Linked DNA regions of Sus scrofa: region 1 is linked to region 2. A link is a contact called in public Hi-C data. All regions are on one chromosome and are shown on one strand. The core of a region is the stretch at or near the end of the contact, and the rest is flanking DNA. Distances in the headings are between cores, read along the strand shown.

The links. A called contact is a pair of places that touch in the nucleus more often than the background predicts.
Region 1: a Hi-C map of epiblast stem cells shows a contact between it and region 2, with 2.7 times the contacts expected there. The contact joins two enhancer-like sites. A contact is called at or near these places in 5 of 47 Hi-C or Micro-C datasets (embryonic fibroblasts, epiblast stem cells and fetal skeletal muscle).

The regions. Positions count from the first base shown.
Region 1 is chr11:68,771,241-68,775,392 of Sscrofa11.1, reverse strand. No RefSeq gene overlaps it. Among named protein-coding and RNA genes, the nearest start is that of ZIC5, 57 kb to the left of the region's middle. Within about 2 kb of position 2,547, at least 8 of the 83 cell types and tissues checked have an H3K27ac peak or open chromatin away from gene starts, as enhancers often do. A contact at or near this core is called in epiblast stem cells, where this site is marked.
Region 2 is chr11:68,565,283-68,569,420 of Sscrofa11.1, reverse strand. The region is part of intron 1 of CLYBL (citrate lyase subunit beta-like protein, mitochondrial); the gene reads right to left. Among named protein-coding and RNA genes, the nearest start is that of CLYBL, 60 kb to the right of the region's middle. Within about 2 kb of position 2,765, at least 16 of the 83 cell types and tissues checked have an H3K27ac peak or open chromatin away from gene starts, as enhancers often do. A contact at or near this core is called in epiblast stem cells, where this site is marked.

The DNA of each region.
Region 1 (4,152 bases), core at 1,298-3,797, 210 kb before region 2:
CAGACCCCTAGCCTGGGAACCTCCATATGCCGTGGGTGCGGCCCTAGAAAAGACCAAAAAAAGAAAAAAAAGCTCGAAGCTTTATTAAGTGATGACAGATAGTGCACTTGGCTTCTGGTATTTCTTGGAAGGCTGGTCTATAGCCTGCTGCTGGGAAGTGGGAACAACTCCACAAATGGCCAGGGGAGCCCCCCTCCCTCCAAACTGCCCTTCACACCAGGTCCAGGTGTGTAAACAGAGCAGACTGGCCTCCGCCCTGGGAGAAGGCATCCCGAGGCTGGACAGCTGCAGTGCAGGAGCACAGGCTTCAGGAGCTCTTTCTCCACCGCCGAGGCAGTGTCTGAAAAATTCCCTCGACCGCTGTTCTAATTCTCCGAGGCTGCTAACTGCATCAAGATCTCTACTTAAGGAGAAGGAGCAGGAGCTTCCCAGTGCCCACAGGGCGTGGGGGGTGGGGCGACTGGGAATCACTTTCTTGCCAGTCAGGGTGCAGTTGGTGACCTGACACAGCCGAGCCCATTGTCCCTGTGACAAGAAGTGACGTGGTGCCCAGGGCAGGAGGAGTCCTTGGAAGCCGGTACCCCAGTCCTGGCCCCAGGATGCTTCAGATCCTATGAAAACTCCCCGCTGGGGCCTCTCTACTCCGGGCCTTCTAGGTGTAACCCTAGAATGATCAAAAGCGGTGGTTTCAAATGTAGATTTTGTTTGTAATTAGCTCCAACTTGGTTTAACAATTTTGATACATCTTTAATGAGAAGTTTGGAAATGCAAAAAAGGGAAAAGACAAAGTAAAAATGATCAGTAGTCTTGACATCCTAAAACAGAGATTGCTGCCATTGAGGTGTATTTTCTTCTAATGCGATTTCTTTTTAACCGACTTGGGACCACACTGTAACATTAGCAGCTACCGTACCGTATGTTGAGAGCCTGCTATGTGCCAGGTACTCTTCTGAGCACGAACTCACTGGTGTCTCACAGCAATCCTACTCGATCGGGCTACGGTTATCACACTTCACAGATGATAACACCGAGGCACAGACAGGCTACCTCCTTGCCGAAGGTTAGCCAGCAGGAGCAGCAGAGCCCAGGCCGGCCAGCTCCAGACTCTGCATATACAGCTTGGTGTCTGTTTTTAAACTTTCTATGAAAAGGTTTCTTTCTTTCTTTTTATAAAGAAGAAGTTCTTTTTTAAATTAAAAAAATTTTATTTGTCTTTTTAGGGCCACACCTGCAGCATATAGAAATTCCCAGGCTAGGGGTCGAATTGGAGATGTAGCTGCTGGCCTCTGCCACAGCCACAGCAACACTGGGTTCTTAACCCACCGAGTGGGGCCGGGGATTGAACCTGTGTCATCCTAGATACTAGTTGGATCCATGACCACTGAGCCACAACAGGAATCCCTTAAAAGGTTTTTATTTTTCTCTTCAGAAACAAGCTTTGTGGCTAATATTTCATCAGGTTCCCACGGCCCCCATACCTCTCTAATTTAAATGACGGGACTGTGAGTTGTCTTTGTGAATGAGGCTTTTTCTATATTTAGGATGATAGAATTGCCCAGATCCAGATGTAAAAGGCACAGCTGGATGACAAAGTAAATGACAGTAAGTCTGTTGATGCCCATTGCTGAATACTTCCCAGGAGAACTGTACCAGTCACGCTGCCACCAGCCTTGTGGATTCCAGGCCTTGGAGGTTATCACCCAAAAAATGATTTAGGAGATCCAGTTGTGGCCCAGTGGTTAGCGAACCCGACTAGCATCCAGGAGGACGCGGGTTTGATCCCTGGCCTCACTCAGTGGGTTAAGGATCCGCCATTGCCGTGAGCTGTGGTGTAGGTAGCAGACATGGCTTGGATCTGGCGTGGCTGTGGCTGTGGCTGTGGCGTAGGCTGGCGGCTTCAGCTCCGATTGGACCCCTACCTGGGAACCTCCATATGCCATGGGTGCGGCCCTAAAAAGACAAAAAAGATAAAGCTTGATTGTCAAAAACCTTACATGATTACTTTAAATTTTCTCTGGCCCAGTGTCTTACCACTCTTGTAATAATATAATAATAATAATGAACTTTAGCTCTCACCCAAGTTCTCATTTTTGCCCAGACTTATTTTCTTTACCTCTAGTTATCTTAAAGCAGCGACAAAATGAAATGGCAACACACATTTTTCTGAGTAGGAGCAGACAGTGAAATAAGCAAGGGCAAGCTTTTCAGCCGTTCTCTTTGCCATTAATGTTTTTTAATCTTTTTATAAACATTCTTTTTGTATGGCTCCATGAGAATCTACCTCTAAGACACTTTGAGATTTCTTCCCTTTTTATTCCTTTTTCCAGTCTCAGACCTGGAGCAGCGCTCTTGGTTAATTTGCATGTCTGTTGTAAAGGATTAGGAAGAGTAATTAGAAAAGAATGGGGGGGGGGTTGCAGAATAAGAAAGGCCCGCCCCGCCCCGCTGCTTTCGTTTCTGACCGAACCACTGATACAGGGGCCTAGGGCCAGCCCGGGAGTTCCCTCTTAGCCCATCACTGACGCAGTGACGTCACTTAGCCCAGGCACACAACAGAAACTCAATTAACGTCCGCTGGAGCAGAGAATCCTTGCACGCATTCTGCGTAGGTGCCACGTATTAACACACCGTCTCTCGCAGCAGCTCCACAGCTTTAATCTGCATCGCAGCGTTAAAAAGGGTTTGCATCTGTGATCCCAGGTCCTGGCCTTATTAGGATCCTAGAGGAGTGGCCAACAGAGGTCTTTCAGCCCAGGGCAAATCCTTGAGATCAAAGCTTCCAGGATCTCTCCCGGGAGGTCCTCTGGCTGGAGCGCCCCCTTTCCTTTCCTTTCCTTTCCCCTCGCGACCCGCCAGCGCGCCCTCCTTGAGGGGAAGGGGGAGAAGGAGGACGAGGAGTGGGAGAGGTGAGGGAGGAGCTGGTCTTGGGGGAGGCGGGCGAGAGCCAGCGTTTACACAGCCGGCCCCAAGGCTTCTCACCAGAAGGAGCCCTTGCTCTTCGCGCGGCCTCCCTTGCCCTCGAGAGGGAGAGGCCGTCAGAGACGGTAGCAAAGCTCCCTTCGCCTTCAGGGGACTCACTCGGATGAGCTGCTGTTTGTCTCTTTGGTTCTGTTTTTATAAAAATGGTACAGGGTAAAGCTCCATGGTTCAAATGTTTTGAGATCGTCAGATGACACTGGGACAAATGTATGTATTTTAAATATATGTAAGAAAAATGAATTCACAGAATACTAGTCATGAAGCAGGACACTGCCAGTGAAGAGGGCAAACTTTTAAGTAAAGCCGCCATCCACACAAGGGTACCGTCTTTTAAGAGGCAAATGTGAGGACTTCCCGTTGTGGCTCAGCAGTTAGCAAATCTGACGAGCATCCATGAGGATGCAGGTTGGATCCCTGGCCTTGCTTAGTGGGTTAAGGATCCCGCGTTGCCAGGAGCTGTGGTGTAGGTCGAAGATGCAGCTCAGATCTGGTGTTGCTGTGGCTGTGACGTAGGCCAGTAGCTACAGCTCCAATTGGGCCCCTAACTTGGGAACCTCCATCTGCTGAAGGTGTGGCCCTAAAAATACCCTCCCCAAAAAAAGAAAAAAAGTTAAATGTGAGATAGTTCAAGGCTTTGACTATTCCAGCCTTTTCCAAGATCTGTCAGGGATGTCAATGTGCATAAAATTAGAAAGCATATCACATGGGAAAAATCAGTCAAAAAAAATCTTACAATTTGTGTGGCTCAAAGGATAATTAGGGAAACTTGAGTGAGCTTGCTTTTTAAAGTTTCGCCTGGCCAGGAGTCCCCAAAACATGTTATAGTATTATTCCTTAGACTTCAAATGTAAACGCCATATTGCAACTTTTAGAGTTGTGTTTGGGTGTTTCTCTTTTTAATCTGCAAAATGATGGTTCAGACTAGAGTATTTACTAAACGTCCACCAGGCAATTCGAATATGCAGCCCACATCCAGATCTTTGGCATAGGTGACCTGGAAAGGCCTTCTTTGGCACCAAAATGCTGTGATTTCTAGAATTTTAAATTTTATTTATTAGCAATTTTACATTTTAAATTAAAATACATAAGATAATCAGATTCACCTAGCAGATAATTCTACTTACAAACATCTTCCTAAATTCAGAGGTCTCGCAAGTCCTAAAATGAAGCTTA
Region 2 (4,138 bases), core at 1,516-4,015:
TTTTCCAACACACCATAATGAAAAATATGTAGGTGTCCATTTTAAACATCCTTATAGTTTAGAAGAACAATTATTTCATACTCTTGCCAGCACGGGAGAGGAAAACTACAAAGCATAAGGAATTATGATTTATCAAATTATGTAGGAGGGAAATACAGGCGCTTTTAGAGGAGAGCAGAGAATTCTTGGGGATATTGAAGTATTTTGACTCCTTTGAGTGCTGCTGTTTGTGGGTGGACTTGGGTGGGGGTAGGTGGGGAACGAAAAGACCTAGAGAAGGGTCACAAACATGAATTAAGGGCATTAATGTGAGAACACAGAAGTGTAAACTTCTGGGCAAATGCTGAGGCAGCTCTAAACGCATCTCCACACTGAACACTGCTGCTACAAAGTGCTCTCAACAGGTCAAAGGACCAATGCGCAGAGGCTGTTGTGTGGCGACTTCGGGTAGCGAAGTCTCGGAAAGCATCAATCACCACATGTTCTGAAAAGTGGAAATTGAGGCAGTAACCCTGAATGGCGATCGCCGAAGGAATAATATTTGCCTGCCACTGTTCACTCGCCTTTCCCAAATACGATGCCGGGCTTATTTCTCTGGCTTCCAGCAATCTTTCATGTTTCAGACACACATATTTCAATCCAAGTGTTTCAGTTGCCATAACAACTTCATAAATTTGCTCTCAGATGTCCCTTTTAATCACATCATTTACAGAAAGCTGGATGGGTCAGGACAGTGCCTCGATTTATTCCCTTCACACCAAGCTCTTGAGGAATCTCGGTATTTGTTCCTTCTTGCTAAGAAGCTCAAACACCTGAAAATAATGTCACTATTCCTCTCCCTCCATAGGCAAAGGAGATGGGTTTTTTTGTTTTTTTGTTTTTTTTTTTTTTTCTTTTTAAATCTGTTTGTGTGTGGCCTTATTATCAAGTTTTTAAAACCCAGGCGATGGTAATGCCCAGGAACCAGCCCTGTGGTTCTTCTAGCAGAGGGACTGCAGTCACTGCCCAGTCGGGTACAGCAGGGCCCTACGCACAGAGCGGCCGCTTTATTTCCACGTAGCAATTGTTTATGCCGCCAAGCAGGTTGTGGATAGAATCCTAGCGATTTTAATTGGCTTCTGGTGACTACTCCTACCTAGTACCTTTAAAATATTATCTCCCTTACGATGGAAAAATACAACTATGCTAATACAGGACAGTTCCAACAGCATGCATTAATTTTTAAAATACTCTGGGATGTTTTTAGATTTCGTTCCAACAAAGAATAAGGCGAATAAATGACTTCTGCCAACTTCAGCAACCAAACAATGGAAAACAAGACTCCACCAACAAATAAAGAGGGGGGTGTCAAAAAATTCGGGCCAGCCTTTTTGCATATGTAGTGAAACCAAAGGCGCTTCCCCAGAAGGTATTGAAATGCGTAGATAAGAACACAAAAGGCCCTGAAGTGGTTTTGAGGGTCACAATTTGCCATTAAAGACAGCAGATGGAAACCTGTGAAAGTCCACTTAAGCGAACTCTAGAAAGCTCCAGCATAAAATAAAATCGAGAGTGACGGACAAGTTAGGATATTCTGACGATTCTAGCGTTTTATTTTTAATTGCACTCTCAGTTTGTCAGAACAGAAATACCTATATTTAAACTTAGAGGAATGAGCTGGAGGGGGGAACACTGTTTATAACCCCATCTGTCAAAAATTAAAATGCAGGGTGAATGGTATGCAACTAAGTACCAGCAAAAAGCAAATATTGGTTATATTTAGGAAAGAGCCTAAGAACAGATGTTATATAAAAAGTTAGACCTTTTACTTGAAAAAATACTACACACGACTAGTTCTTTGCCACTGGGGGGAAAAAAAACAAATCTCTTTTAATTATGTAAAGAGTGAAGAGAAGGTAGGATCCTTTACCTTTGAATACTAAATTAGGAAACAGCAGCATCAAAGGCGGGCTTGATCTGTTCTGCCTGAAAAATTAATAGGCTTGACAAGACCTTACACTATCTTCTCAAGCTGCAAAAAAAGAGGCTCTAGTGACACCAACAGTCCCGGGAACAAAATGCAGCTGTGGAGGGTGGAGGAGGGTCTGGGCTTGGGGGAGGGCTTTTTCTGTTTGGGGGGGGGGGGTTTTTCTTTCCTCCCCACCGATCGAGCCTTCAGCCACAACCCTGCGGGAGGATCTGCTGGGCGCGCTCCCCGCTTCTCCAGGTGGCCCCCGCCCCACCGCCGGCGCTGAAGGGGACAGGGCCTGCGGCTACAGCAGGCCCGGCTGGGAGGCCTGGCCACCCGAACCCCGCAGTTTCAAAGGGCAGGGAGTTGAAAGGAGGGGAGGACCTCGAGAGGGGCAGGGATGCCGAGGAAAGCCCTCAGCGCGGCATTCCTCGGTGGCTTCAGATCTCCACGCTTGTTTTCTTTCCCCTCTTCCCTCCTGGAAGGGTGAGGCGGGAACCAGCACTTCAAAGGGGCAACTTTCTGGGTCTGCGTGTGGAAGGATGTGTTAGCCGGCTCCGGCTCTTCCCGTCCGCATGATCAACACTGGAGGTTGTTAGCATTATTGACAAAAATGATCTTTCCCAAAGAAAGCCACCTTGCCAAAGTCGGCTGGGTCGCTTGCTGATGAAGCTGTTGGCGGGGGAGAGGGTGCGGAGGGTGACAGCACAATCGCTGGGCCCTGGCGGGGGCCCCATCGCAGAAAGGCAAGGCACACCGGTGTAGAGCAGGGGCGGCCTTCTGCTGCACAGCAAACTCTCATCCTCGTCTTGGCCCACCACCTCGCTGCACCCCACTCCTGCGGCCCTGAGGAGGGAGGGCCTACAGGGGCCAGAGCCTCAGCGGAAAGGGGAGGGACGGAAAGCGATTGCCAATTCAATAGTAGGAAACCGAGCGTACGGGGCAGGATAAGGGGGACCACAGACTCGGGCTCCGCGCCTGGGACTGAGAGGAAACGTGGAGGTTCAAGGCAAGTGCCTCCTAATGAAACAAACTTGGCTTAGTTACTGGGAAACGCTGATAAAGAAACTAGCCCAAGACGACTATTTAAAGAAGAAGGAACGCCGAGCTGCTTAAAGCACTCAATAACAACCTTAATTGCTCAAAACAAAGCAGCTGAGTTTCAAGAGCGCTTAAGATGCCTTTCAGATGCAACTTGCAGCACAAAGCCCATGCAATATCATCTTAAAAGAAAAAAAAAATTTTTCAGAATCAAGGATCGAGTTAGAACTTTACCTTTTTAAAAAAGGCCTAATTTTTTTTCTATCCATCCCTTGTCCCCCCCTTCACAATTTGGTCAAAATTAGATAATTTACTATGATTTAACTAAAATCCATTAGTTTACTGCCTTTTAAAAAGTAAGGAGATGGAGACCCATATGCCTTAATCCCAAAAAGCTCAAAATCTGAATTTAAAAGAATAAAACATTCCTGAACAATTACATAGAAAGTCAAGAAGGATTTTTGAAGGAGCTATCAAAAGACAATATTTGTATAGAATTTAAGCATTAGCAGCTAGCCTGACACAGCAAAACCATTGTATTTTCCACCAGTTTTGTTTTGCTATATACAGCTGTGTTTTCACAGATGCAAAGCCATGTGTCTCCACCAAAAGGTCTAGCCTTCCCTTCAGATGTGAACGAAGATCAAAGGTTCAAACACAGAAATACAAGATCCTTTTCCCTTTGGAACATGTTTTTATTTTTCTGCAGTGGCTGCAAACCAGAATTTCCATCTGTTGTCCTTCTGCAGTGTACAGGTTAACCTTAACAGTGGGGCTCAGAGCACTGTTATCTCAGCTACGAAGCGCACAGATGAAGCACGTCTGCACGGACGGACGCTCCAAACGCTCCCCAAGATGTCCACACAGCTGAGAGAGAAGTGAACCAGGCAGGAGCAGAATCCATTTCAGTTGACAGACAGAAATGTGTTTCTTTACACAGCACAACAGATTACAGAACGTTCAGATGCAATTCTGCTTTTACACCACACGCACCTTGATAAAGACAACATCCATTGTGGCTTCCTGCCTATGCTTCCTCCCTCCTACCCCCAGACATTTTGCATTCGAATCTCAGCGTACGGAAATGCCCCCTTGATAGAAAATGATTGGATAAAATAAATTGCTAACCTTAAGTGATTTTTATTTCTT